Regions from separate parts of the Mus musculus genome. Here region 2 is linked to region 1. The links are chromatin contacts, called in public HiChIP or PLAC-seq maps. All regions are on one chromosome and are shown on one strand. The core of a region is the stretch at or near the end of the contact, and the rest is flanking DNA. Distances in the headings are between cores, read along the strand shown.

Region 1 (5,970 bases), core at 1,773-4,272:
TCTTTTCAGGTATGACTTATTAAATAAGCAATTTCAGCCAAGTTCTTGGCTGAAGAATCTCTTTCTCCATCATGCCCACGATGAGATGAATGTGGAAAGGAAAACATAGACCACGCTCACCTTAGATGTTGGTGTGGCGTGTGGTAAATTCCAGTTCACATGTGGTCAGAGGTTAATGCCACCGCGGAACTGCACTTCCTGCAGACTGAGGAGGAAGACAGGGAGAGACAAAGAGGAGGACACCTAAAGCTGCTAACCAAGCCAGGCATGGGCCCAGGGCAAGGGACACAGGACAGCGTCTGCAGTTCAGAGGCTGACAGTCATGCAGGAACACACACACAGGGAAGTGCAAACGCTGATTCGCTGAGTTGAGGGCTGCAGTGCAGGTATCTATACCACATCTCGGCAAGCCCTGCTTGCTGTGCCTTCCTCACTGGCTGTCTAGGCAGGTGTGGGTACCAGCAGGCTCCATGACGACCCCAGGTCAGGGTGTGTCCTTTGCCTGATCGTCTCTGGCCTCTAAAAATGGAGGTGATACAGTGCTTTAGTCCATAGAGAGAATTAATGATCTGTAAACCTTCATCCAGCAGGGACATCTGTCAGACCCCCCATTAAAACCCTACTGCCAAGGGACTGAGACATGGCTTGTTGATAGAGAATGTGTATTATTCTCAAATGGGTGTGAACAGCTCTGTGGGATCCAAGGCTTCCTAAGGGATTCTTCATGTCTACAAACCCCCACACAGACACACATATACATAACTAAGTGTAAAAATAAATTCTAGGTCTGGAGAGATGGCTCGGTGGTTAAGAACACTTGCTGGTCTTGATCACAGGCCAGAGTTTGGTCCCTAGCACCCACATCAGGCAACTTACAAACACTTGTAACTCTAGCTCCATGGGACCTGATAGCCCCTTCTGCACCCATATATATATGGTATATATATATATAGACACACACACACACATATATATATGTATGTATATATATATATATGTAAAAATAAGGTTTCTTTGAGACAGGATCTTACTTGGTGGTCCTGGCTGTCCTAGAACTCTCTTTGAAAAGCTTTGAGGTGCTTTAATGAGACTGAGTTCCATCAGACTTGTAAGCAACTGATACATTTGTTTTTAATGACAAGAAAACCAACCCAAACTACCAAGGCAGAGAAGGAACTTGCTGGCTTGCTGACAGTCAAGCGTCAGGTGGTGTTGGTGACCTCGCAGCTTGACGTACCGGCCATTTGTCAGTGCAATGCCATCCGGCTCCATAGCTCACTGGCCTCGACTTTGCGAGCTGTCCCTGTACCGTTAGTCTTCGAGCTTCTGAGATGGTTGCAACAGCTCCCAGCTTCACTTTCTCTTTTCTTCAGACAGAAGGAACAGGTTCTTTTCCCTAACAGCCCTGCGCCTGGAGACTTGGAAGATGGCTTGGTTGGTAAAGTACCTGGAGTCCAGGGATCAGGGCCACAGAAACAAACAAGCTAGGCTCAGTGGCACATATCTAGCATCCCTAGGACTGGGAAGGCAGACGGGTTCCTGGAGTTTGCTGGCCAGGCAGTCGAGCTAATGGGTGAACTCCAGCTTCAGTGAGACACCCTGTCTCAAATATGAATAAATAAATAAGGTGGAGGGCTGGAGAGATGGCTCAGTAGTTAAGAGCACTGACTGCTCTTCCAGAGGTCCTGAGTTCAATTCCCAGCAACCACGTGGCTAACAACCGTCTGTAATGGGATCTGATGCCTTTTCTGGTGTGTCTGAAGACAGCGACAGTGTACTCATATACATAAAAAAAATTAAAAACAAGGTAGAGAAGTGACTAAAGATGACACTGGACATGGACCTTAGCCTCTACATGCACATGTGAACCAGTGCACATCTGCTTGTGTGCACATCTGTGCAGGCACACAGTCTTGTGCTTGAGCTGGGCACGGTGGTGTGCTTCCATAATCTCAGCATTTGAGAGATAGAGGTAGGAACACTGTTATAAGTTTGAGGCCATCCTGGTCTACATACAGAGTTCCAGGTTAGCCAAGATTTTGTTACTTACTAGATCTTTCTCAAAGTAAAGCTAGTGGGCCTGGAGAGACTGCTCAGAGCTTAACAAGGGTTGCTTTCTAAGGGGACATGAGTTTGATATCCAGCACCCACAAGTTACCACAGCCATGTGTAACTCCAGTTTCAGGGGACCTAGAGCTCTCTTCTGGTCTCTGTGGGCACCAGTACAAGTTTGCAGTGTCCTTACTTAGACACAGACAAAATACTCATAAGATTAAGAAAGACAAATCTTGGCTAGGTGATGGTGATGTGTGCCTTTAATCCCAGCTCTCAGGAGTCAGAGGCAGGAGCATCTCTTGGGACCTGAGTTTGAAGCCAACCTGGTCTACAGAGAGTTCCAGGATAGCAAGTACTACAGGAGAAACCCTGTTTTGAAAAATCAATACAAATGAAAATCTTTAAAAATTTTCTGAGCCAGGCATGGTGATGCACACCTTTAATCCCAGCACCTGAGAGGCAGAGGCAGGTGGATTTCTGAGTTTGAGGCCAGCCTGCTTGTCAGAGTTTCAGGACAGCTAGGACTACACGGAGAAACCTTGTCTTGAAAAACCAAAACCCCCAAACAAAATAAACTCTTGGGCTTGGATCTTGTTGGCTTCCGTTAGGTCTGTTGACCATCCTGAGCAGATCTGGATGACTTGGGTGGAATCTCAGATCAGTTTAGACGCTTAGGAAAGTCAGAGTTGAGCCTTTACTAGTCAAGGAAGAGAACAGATAGTTTTCTGAAAGAAATGAGGACAAGATGTCACCCTTGGCACCTCAGCTGTCTATGTCCGGTCTCCTCAGCACCTAGCAGCCCTCCCTTGCTCACGTCCGGCTCCTGGATGCTCATCTGTCAGATGGGGTGTGTGTATTACAGGTCTCCAGCTGCGGTGGGCAGTTGTGTGTGCGCGCGCGCATGCGCCTGGCAGCAGAGTCTGAGCTTGGTGGAGGTTTAAAAATCCCCTGTGCCCCTCCCCCTCCTTCGATGTGGTATACGTGACACACGGGTCATGCATTTCCTCCCTGGGCTTCTTCCCTTCGCCCCTGTGACTCATCTGTTTTTCTTTGCCTCTTCCCGCTTCTTCATTGTCCTGCTGACCTTCTTATCTTCCTAGAAATCTGTCTGCTCTGCCTGTGGATCTCAATCCCCAACAAAGTAGGGCTGGTTGCACCTCTCCAGGGAGCCCTCCCTACTCAGCGCCCAGCTCCCTGGTCAGCTGCCTGTTGCAAGGGTCCCAAGGCATCGAGGTCTCCTGAGACTCGGCAGGGCCAGTGTGGAACTCAGCTTCCATCTGAGATTACTTCCCTGTCCTCTCCATCCTGGTCTTGACCACTCATTTATCCAGTGCCATCAGCTGGATATGGGGAGGTATCCTGAGGTACACACACACACAAACAGTAGCTACTCTTTTGGAATGTTTTGGAATGGCTTTTATGTGCCTGGGACAGATATGACTCAACAACCCAGGAGTATGAGGCCAGCTTGGACTGCATGTGACCCAGTCTAAAACAAAAACAAAACAAAACCCCAAAAATAACCAAACAAAAAACCTACAAAGAAAAAAGAAACACTCAGATACGGTATTACACACCTTTAATCCCAGCACTCAGGAGGCAGAGAGAAAAGCAGTCAGATCTCTGTGAATTCAAGGCCAGTTTAGCCTACACATTGAGTTCCGAGACAACCAGGGGTAAATACTAAGACAACACCAATACCAACAGTACACCTCCCTATCCCCACCCCCACACTCACACACACACACACACACACACACACACACACACATTCACACACACTCACATCTACACCACCATGCTTGGCACACATTATTTAATTTTTGAAACTTTTTGTCTGTCTATTGAGACAGGTTTCTCTTTAGACCAGGCTGGCCTCAAACTTACAGATCTACCTGCCTTTGCCTCCTGAGTCCTGAGATCACTAAAGATGTGCACCACTCCAGCCCAGTAGCCAAAAATCACATTTAAATCAAATTTACATAAGTTATGCAGAGTTCCCTCTTTTAACTGGGGAAAGCAGAAGAAGTGGGGCAGGGCTCAAAGCTCACTGGTGGGGGTGGGGAGAGGACCCAGTAGAGAAAGTACTTGTTGTACAAGCACGAAGACCAGAGTTCAAATCCCCAGTATTCATGTAAATGCCAGGCAGGTGTGGTGGTCAACCTGTAAGCCTCAGGAAGTGGAGACAGGAATTCCCCGAAGCAAGTGAGCTAGACTAGGTAAATCAGAAAGCTCTGGGGTCCGGTGGGAAACCTGCCTCAAGAAATATGGTTTGAAAGACCCTGCATCAACCTTTAATCTCTCTCTCTGTCTCTCTCTTTTTTTTTTTTTTTTTTTTTGAGACAGGGTTTCTTTGTGTAGCCCTGGCTGTCCTGAAACTCACTTTGTAGACCAGGCTGGCCTTGAACTCAGAAATCCACCTATCCTCTGCTGGGATTAAAGGCTTGTGCCACCACTCCCCAGCTAACCTCTAATCTGCATATGCACACACACCATATGCATACATATGAAAAAAACAAAAAACAAAAAAACCCTGCCAGTCTGCCCAGGTGACACCCCTTATCACCGGTACCCCTGGGGCTTTCTGTTCTTTTGAAACAAGTTTTTCTGTTGAATTTTCTCCTGGGCACCACCCAGGGCATTTCAAGTCATCTAAGGAGGCCATTCCATGGTAAGTTCCCGAGTGCCATCTTCATGGCCCAGAACTTTTGTGTCTTCATTTTACGCGTAATTCTGGCTCTCTAAGGCGCCACACAGTGGCAGGTTCTTCAGACTTCGCAAGGTTAATTGTCTCTGCTATGCCTTCCTGAACCACAGGCTAGGCTGAGGCTCTGGGCTTCCACGACGTCTCCAGTACTATATCTACATTGGCCTTTCTACTTGGCCTCTTTTCTGTGCCTGTCTCCTACACTTGAGGACAAACAGCTCCTGGTATACTTCAATAGCTGTCTGAGGAATGAATCCCCAAGCAAAGGAGGAGGGACTGTCTCCAGCCCAGTCCCGGGACAAATCCCCTAATACTCTTGTTTCCAGAATGTTCTAACCAGCCTTGAGGCTGAGGTTCTGTTACACAAAACCTACTTGGCACATCGATTAAGAACGCTGACTGCTCTTTCAAAGGTAATAAGTTCAACTCCCAGCAACCACATGGAGGCTCACAACCACCTGTAATGGGATCCAGTGCCCTCTTCTGGTGTGTCTGAAGACAGCTAGCTATGGTGTACTCGTATACATAAATTTTTTTTTTTTTTTTTTTTTTTGGTTTTTCGAGACAGGGTTTCTCTGTGTAGCCCTGGCTGTCCTGGAACTCACTTTGTAGACCAGGCTGGCCTCGAACTCAGAAATCCGCCTGCCTCTGCCTTCCAAGTGCTGGGATTAAAGGCGTGCGCCACCACGCCCGGCTTTTTTTTTTTTTTTTTTTTTAAGCCTACTTGCCAATGAGGTTAATAGGTCTTCAATAGGTCACATCTCTCTCCTGGAATGCCTCTTGCCCACAACATCAGTGGTCCCCAGTCTGCAATGGCTTAGACTTGACACTTATGCTAAATATCACTTAGGAAGAAAGCCCTTTTGTTTTTGTTTTTGTTTTTCAAGACAGGATTTCTCTGTGTAGCCCTGGCTGTCCTGGAACTCACCTTGTAGATTAGGCTGGCCTTGAACTCACAGAGATCAGCCTGCCTCTGCCTCCTGGGTGTTGAGATTAAGGGTATGCATCACCACTGACCAGCAAAGCCTTTTCTCATAACAGTAACTTCTGGTTGTTAGGGTCCCAAAACCCAAAACAACCCAAGCAGACCCAAAAGAGTCCACACAAAGCAAGATCTATATTTGAATTAGGCAGCAAAAACTGACCAGTCAGGGACAGCAGCACAGACTCAGAAGCTGACTGCAACCCCAAATGTTCATCTTAGTAAA
Region 2 (6,392 bases), core at 3,848-6,347, 780 kb after region 1:
TAGTAGAGAAAGTTTGTTTTGTAGTTTTGAAACAAGGTTATATGGCTCAGGCTGACCTCAAAACTGGTACTCTGTAGCCAGGATTAGCCTAGCACTCCTAATTCTCTTGCCTCTACCTCCCAAGTACTGTGATTTCACAAGTGTGTGCCACCACATGTGGTTTAAGATGTCTGTGATCTCAATGTGTTCATATATGAAATAAAGCTGAGCATGTAAGAGAGGAAAGTCAGGGTTGGGTAGGGAGTATACTCTCTGTCAGAGTTCCTACTTAACATATACAGTGCCCTACATTTGATCCTGGCATCTCTTCCTTTAAAAAAAAAGTAGGGGTGGATGGAAAGTGTGATCTGATCAGAGGGCATCAGGTCCCCTGGAACTGGAATTACACAACAGATAGTTGCGCAGCCATGTGGGTCCTTGGTCCCCTCTGTAACAACAGCAAGGACTGGAGGCCATGTGAATGTTGGGACTTGAACCCAGGTCCCCTTGAAGAGCAGCCAGTGCTCTTAATCACTGAGCCATTTCTCCAGCCCCCAGGGCAAGAATTATTGTGTGTTGCTCTAGTGTGCTATTAAAAGGTTAAAGACTCTCAGCATGGTGGTAGACATCTTTTATCCCAGTACTTAGGCAGCAGAGGGAGGTGGATCTTTGTGTTTGAGGTCAGCGTAGACTACATAGTAAGCTCCTCCAGATGAGCCAATGCCACATCATGAGACGCTGTCTCAAAAAACAAAACAAAACCCAACCAAACAAAAATTCAAAGGATACCAGAATTTCTCTGTCACACATAATGAACCCAGTGGTTGTTTATAATCTAGAGACTTTTGTTTACTTATTTTTTTTTCCTTTCCAACCAGGGATTTTTTTTCCCCCTTTTGGTCTTTATTAGATATTTTCTTTATTTACATTTTAAATGCTATCCCAAAAGTTCCCTATACCCTCCCCCCGCCCTGCTCCCCTCCCCACCCACTGTTTACTTATTTTTATGACAAGGTCTCTTGGCTGTGTAGCCAGTTGTCTTGCCTCCTCCCATATCTTACCAGAGAGCTTATTTGTCTAGTAGCTGTAGTTTGAGTTTTTCACTTATGTTTACATCTTACTGTGTTGTTAGTGGATAAGATGGTCCTCTGGGCATTTACACAGAGCTCAGGAGACAGGGAAGCATTGTGAAAAATAAGTTTGAAAATGGCGTCTTTTCCCCTAGGCGTGTATTTCGCAGATGGCTATGCTTTGCTCATCTCTTGGGTAAGCATCTTTTTTTCCTGTAGGCTGATTTTATGCCTTTTGCTTTTGAAAAAGTATTTCATTTCAGCATGATGGGAGTCATCTGCAGCCCATGTGAAAGCTGGGGTACCTGGGGATTATGTCCAGCCTTTACAGAATAAGCCTGGGGCTTGTCAGCTCTAGTTCCAAGGCATTTTCCATTTGTTCATTTTCCATTGGTTACTTAGACTGTTGGGGTTGGGGCCTTCCTACAATAACTTGAAAAGTAACTGCTGTACCGTTTAGCAGTTTAAGAAGCTCATTTTTCCCAGGTTGCTAAGATGTCAAATTCAAGCTGTGCTGTGTTAGTAAAGTGTTACCTACAACTGAGAGGGAAGGGGATCCCTCACAGTTACAGACAGCTATTTGCACTTTATCTCCCCACCACACACACTTTTTCTCCACTTGGTTTTGCATAAAGATTAAATCCCCAAAGAAGGAAATTTGAGGTGGCAAGTAGTAAGTAGCCTTGTCACCAGAGGAAAAAAAAGGCTTAAAGACCTGCACCTGTCCTATTCCAGTGTAATTAGTAAATTGTAATTATTTCTAATTATAGTACATATAGTATAACATTAGCCCTAATTAGTTAAATAATTACTTTGGAGATAGGGTCTTCCTATGAAGTCCTGGCTGGAACTTGATGTGCAGGCCAGGCTGGCCTCAAACTTGTGGAGATCTACCTGCTTCTGCCTCCTGAGTGTGGGGATTAAAGCCCTGTACCACCACACTGAGTATTAAATTTTAATTATTATCTGGGGCTGCAGAGATATCTCAGTGGTTGAGAGCACTTGTTGAGGACCCAGATTCAACTCCCAGCATCCTATATGATTGCTTACAACGATCTGAAACTCCAGTGCCAGAGACCCTGACCCCTTCTGATCTCCTTAGGCATCAGAGACACATACAATGCACATACATATGTACAGGCAAATACCCATACACATAAAAGTATAGATCTTTAAACATTTTAAAATTTTAAGTAATTGTCTTATGTGTATGGGTGTTTTGCCAAATTCATATCTTTGTACTATGTACATGAAGCATCCTCAAAGGCCAGAAGAGGGCATTGGATTTCCTGGGATTGGAGTTACAAGCCGCTGTGAGCCACCATGTGAGTGCCGGGAATTGAACCTGGGTCCTCTGGAAAGTTAGCAAGAGTTCTTAAGTGTTTTTGAGTGTTACTGGCACAGTTTCAGGCCAGACATGATGGCACATGCCTTTAATCCCTGCATGGGGAGAAACAGGCAGATCTCTGTGAGGTCAAGGTTAGTCTAATCTACATAGCAAACTTCAGGACCAGCAGGGCTATGTAGAGACCCTGTCTCAAATTTAAAAAAAAAAAAAAAAAAAAAGAGTTTCAGATTTTCCAATTGGGGATACTACTTAGATTTTCTAAATTCTGAAAAAGTGTGAAACCTCAAGGAGTTGTAGTCCCAAGTACTTCCAAAGAAAGTACCATAAAGGATTAAAATCAAGCTGTACATAGTGGCTATATCTATAGTCCCAGCGTTTGAAGCTGAGATGGAAAAGGTGGAAAAGGATCACTTGAATCCACAAGTTTAAGACCAGCCTGGGCAACAGAGGCCAGATATTAAAACATAAAAACACAACAAAACCAAGATCAATATATGGCCTTCTTGGCCTGATCACCTTTTTGTTTATTTTGAGCCAGGATCCCATTATATAGACAGGCTGATCTTAAATTTGCAATTCCCTGCTTCTGCTCCCTGAATGCTCATATTATAGGTGTGGGCCCTATGCCTGACCTAATTCCTCCTTCCCTCCTTCTCTCCTCCCTCATATAGGTCTAGTCATCTCTCTCTCCCTCTCCATCTCCTTCTCCCCCTCTCTCTCCTCCTCCCCCTTTCTCTCCTTCTCTCTCTTTCTCTCTTCTCTCTTTCTCTTTCCTCTCTCTTTCTCTCTCCTTCTCTTCCTCTTTCCTTCTCTCTCTGTGTTTTGTTTTTCAGAGTCAGGGTTTCTCTGTATAGCTCTGGCTGTCTCTGGAACTCACTTTGTAGACCAAGCTGGCCTTGAACTCAAAGAGATCTGCCTGCCTCTGCTTCCTGAGCGCTGGGATTAAAGATGTACTCCACCATGCCTGTCCCTAAAATTTTTGTTATTTGTTTGTTTTTGAGACAGGGTTTCTCTGTGTAGCCCTGGCTGTCCTGGAACTCACTCTGGATGGCCTCGAACTCAGAAATTCGCCTGCCTCTGCCTCCAAAGTGCTGGGATTAAAGGCGTGTGCCACCATACCTGGCAAAACTTTTTTTTTTTTTAATAAAAATAAACTGTAATGAAAGGTTTTGTAAAGTAAAAAAATAAAAGCTTGGTGTTGCCAGTATGATGTATAATGGATTTAACCTTTCAGAGATGATTAGGTGTGCATGCCTTTAATTCCAGAACTTGGGAGGCAGAGGCAGGAGGATTTCTGTAAGTTCAAGGCTAGCCTGGTCTACAAAGTGAATTCCAGGACATAATATACAGAGAAACCCTGTCTCAAAGCAAAACTTTTGTGTATGAGTGTTTTTGCATGCGTGTATGTATGCCTGGTGCCCGAGGAGGTCAGCTGAAGACATTGGATCTCCTGGAACTGCAGTTGCAGATGGCTGTGAGCCACCATGTAGGTTTTAGAAGCATCTCTAGTGTCTATACTAGTTTCCTCCTTCCTTTTAGCCTTTCTCAGACTTTCCCAGCCCTGAGCCACTCTCACCAGTTTATCTGTTATCTGTAGCTTTCAGAGTCACCTCATCTCTTTACAGAAAAAAAAAGTGGTCTTTAGGCTCTTAGGTGCCACCAAAAATCAATGTTTTTGCCTATATTGGTTCAGCCTTTATGCTTCCTGGAAGATGTCTGGAGAAAGCCACTTGTGTGGCAGTAACTCTGCTGCCTTGTCAGGGATATATGTCCCTTCAGTCCATGTCAGGAGACCACAGGAAGTGAACGGTACCTCTGCACCTGCATACAGTGGCAACATTTGTGGGAAAATGTGGGATTGGTAAACTAGGAAGGGACACACAGCATCAGAACTGGCTCTCTTAAGCTTGTACATTTAATTGTTACAATTTCTTCTGAGCAACTCAGAAGTGGCTGCATCAATTAAGGTTTTCTAAGGTTTCTTTTAAAAAGACTACAAGAGGGCAGCCATAGACCAGGTATTTGTGGAGACTAACTGTTTAGGCTAGGTCTGTCAGTTCTGGGTGCTTTCAGGGAAATTTCCATAGCAACCAGAAGCTGAAAAACCTGCCTGCCCAGCTCAGCAGTGTCACATCTGGGAGACTTAAGGTCAACCCTAAGTATATGTGTCCTTAAGTGCAACATGAATGAAATAGCAATCGAGGCTCTCAGCCTGTAAAAATGTGTACACCATCTGATCGATTCTCAGTGCTTGCACCCACAACATCTCCTACCCTGGGCATGGCCTTTCAGTCTCCATTGATTTCTGGGCACCTGGAGATATTGTTCAGTCCTACCAGATTTTGCTTGATGGCTGTTCAGAATCTGTGGATTTCTTTGCTGTCTGAGAACAGAGGTCAAAAGCCTGTCTTCAGGGTGAGCAGGGTGAGGTGCCCTTGGCATCTGCTGTTGCTTCCTCCCACTCTTCCCCCCACTGCATCCTAGGCTCTGAGCTCACTGGCCCCTCCCTGCATCTGGATCCTCCCTCAGTGAAGTCAGGCCTTGATCTCTAGCCTGGCTTTGGCCCTTGCTCAGACCTCAGCTCTCAAAGGCTCTTTTGATACAGAATTAGTCCCATCTTACTTTGTCTCTTATCTAATTTTCTACTACACTGCAACAGCCTGACCTTATCCACGGTTGTGCTGCCTGGCTCTGTGCTCAGTCATTGTTTGCTGAGTGACAGTGAGTAGGAGGCTGGTGAGAGGGGAACTGCTGTTGAGAACTCTCTTCCAGCCCCTTCTGCCCTCCAGCAGATGTCGGTTCCTCCTCTTTAAACAACCTCTTTTCCTCCATGTTTTTGCTCCATATTTTATCTCCTCCTTTCCCTCTTCCTTTTTCTTTTTCTGACAGGGTCTTATTATGTAGCCATGGCTGGCCTGGAACTCATAAAGATCCACCTGCCTCTGTTGGGATTAAAGGCATGTACTACCCTGCCTAGTTGATTTCTCCTTTTTTTTTTTTGTTTTGTTTTTTTTTTTTTTTTTTTTTTTTTTTTTTTTATTTATTTATTATATGTAAGTACACTGTAGCTGTCTTCAGACGCACCAGAAGAGGGCATCAGATCTCATTACGGGTGGTTGTGAGCCACCATGTGGTTGCTGGGATTTGAACTTCGGACCTTCGGAAGAGCAGTCGGGTGCTCTTACCTACTGAGCCATCTCACCAGCCCCTTTTTGTTTTTTTTTGTTTTTTTTTGAGACAGGATTTCTCTGTGTAGCCCTGGCTGGAACTCACTCTGTAGACCAGGCTGGCCTCAAACTCAGAAATCCACCTGCCCCTGCCTTCTGAGTGCTGGGATTAAAGGCATGTGCCACCACTCCCAGCTGATTTCTCCATATTCTTGCTAACATTTTTTTAAAGAAAAAAATCAAAATTATGTATATGTGTCTTTGTATGTCTGTGTACATGTAAATGCCTTTGGGTCCAGAAGAAGTGATTGGATCGCCTGGAGCTGCAGTTACTGGCAGTTGTGAACTGCCTGATAGGAGTGCATTTAATTCAGGTCCTCTGAAAGAGGCTCGTAGCTGCTGAGCCATCGCTCCAGCCCCTCCTTTTTAAAAAATGTTTTCTGAGACAAGGTCTCATGTGGCCTAGGATTTGTCTTCATCCTCGTGCTGGGATTACAGGTGTACACTGCCACATTTAGTCACATGCAGTGTTGGGGACGCAGACTGAAGAGTTTGATGTGTGCGAGCGAGGAGAGCACTCTGGTGTTTGTTTGTGTGAGCCCTCATGGCTGTGGAGTAGCATGCCTTCACAGTTTAGATCTCCTTTGTGGTTGATGATAACCCAGTCACTTTCACCCGCTATTGGCCATTTCCCTCTCTTATTTGAGAAATGTATGTTCAAACATCTTTTAAATTTATTTTGTGTGTATGTCTGTCTCTGCATCACATATGTGCAGTGCCCTCAGAGGCTGGAAGAGGGCATTAGCTCCAGAGCTAGAGGTACAACCT

Evidence for each region. HiChIP or PLAC-seq counts read pairs in DNA pulled down with a chosen protein or histone mark.
Region 2: a contact with region 1 is called in an H3K4me3 HiChIP or PLAC-seq map of bone marrow-derived macrophages, with 5 times the contacts expected there. The contact joins two enhancer-like sites.

The regions. Positions count from the first base shown.
Region 1 is chr15:80,216,414-80,222,383 of GRCm38.p6, forward strand. No RefSeq gene overlaps it. Among named protein-coding and RNA genes, the nearest start is that of Gm46521, 6.2 kb to the right of the region's middle. Within about 2 kb of position 3,023, at least 161 of the 459 cell types and tissues checked have an H3K27ac peak or open chromatin away from gene starts, as enhancers often do. A contact at or near this core is called in bone marrow-derived macrophages, where this site is marked.
Region 2 is chr15:80,995,609-81,002,000 of GRCm38.p6, forward strand. The region is part of intron 1 of Sgsm3 (small G protein signaling modulator 3); the gene reads left to right. Among named protein-coding and RNA genes, the nearest start is that of Sgsm3, 21 kb to the left of the region's middle. Within about 2 kb of position 5,098, at least 57 of the 459 cell types and tissues checked have an H3K27ac peak or open chromatin away from gene starts, as enhancers often do. A contact at or near this core is called in bone marrow-derived macrophages, where this site is marked.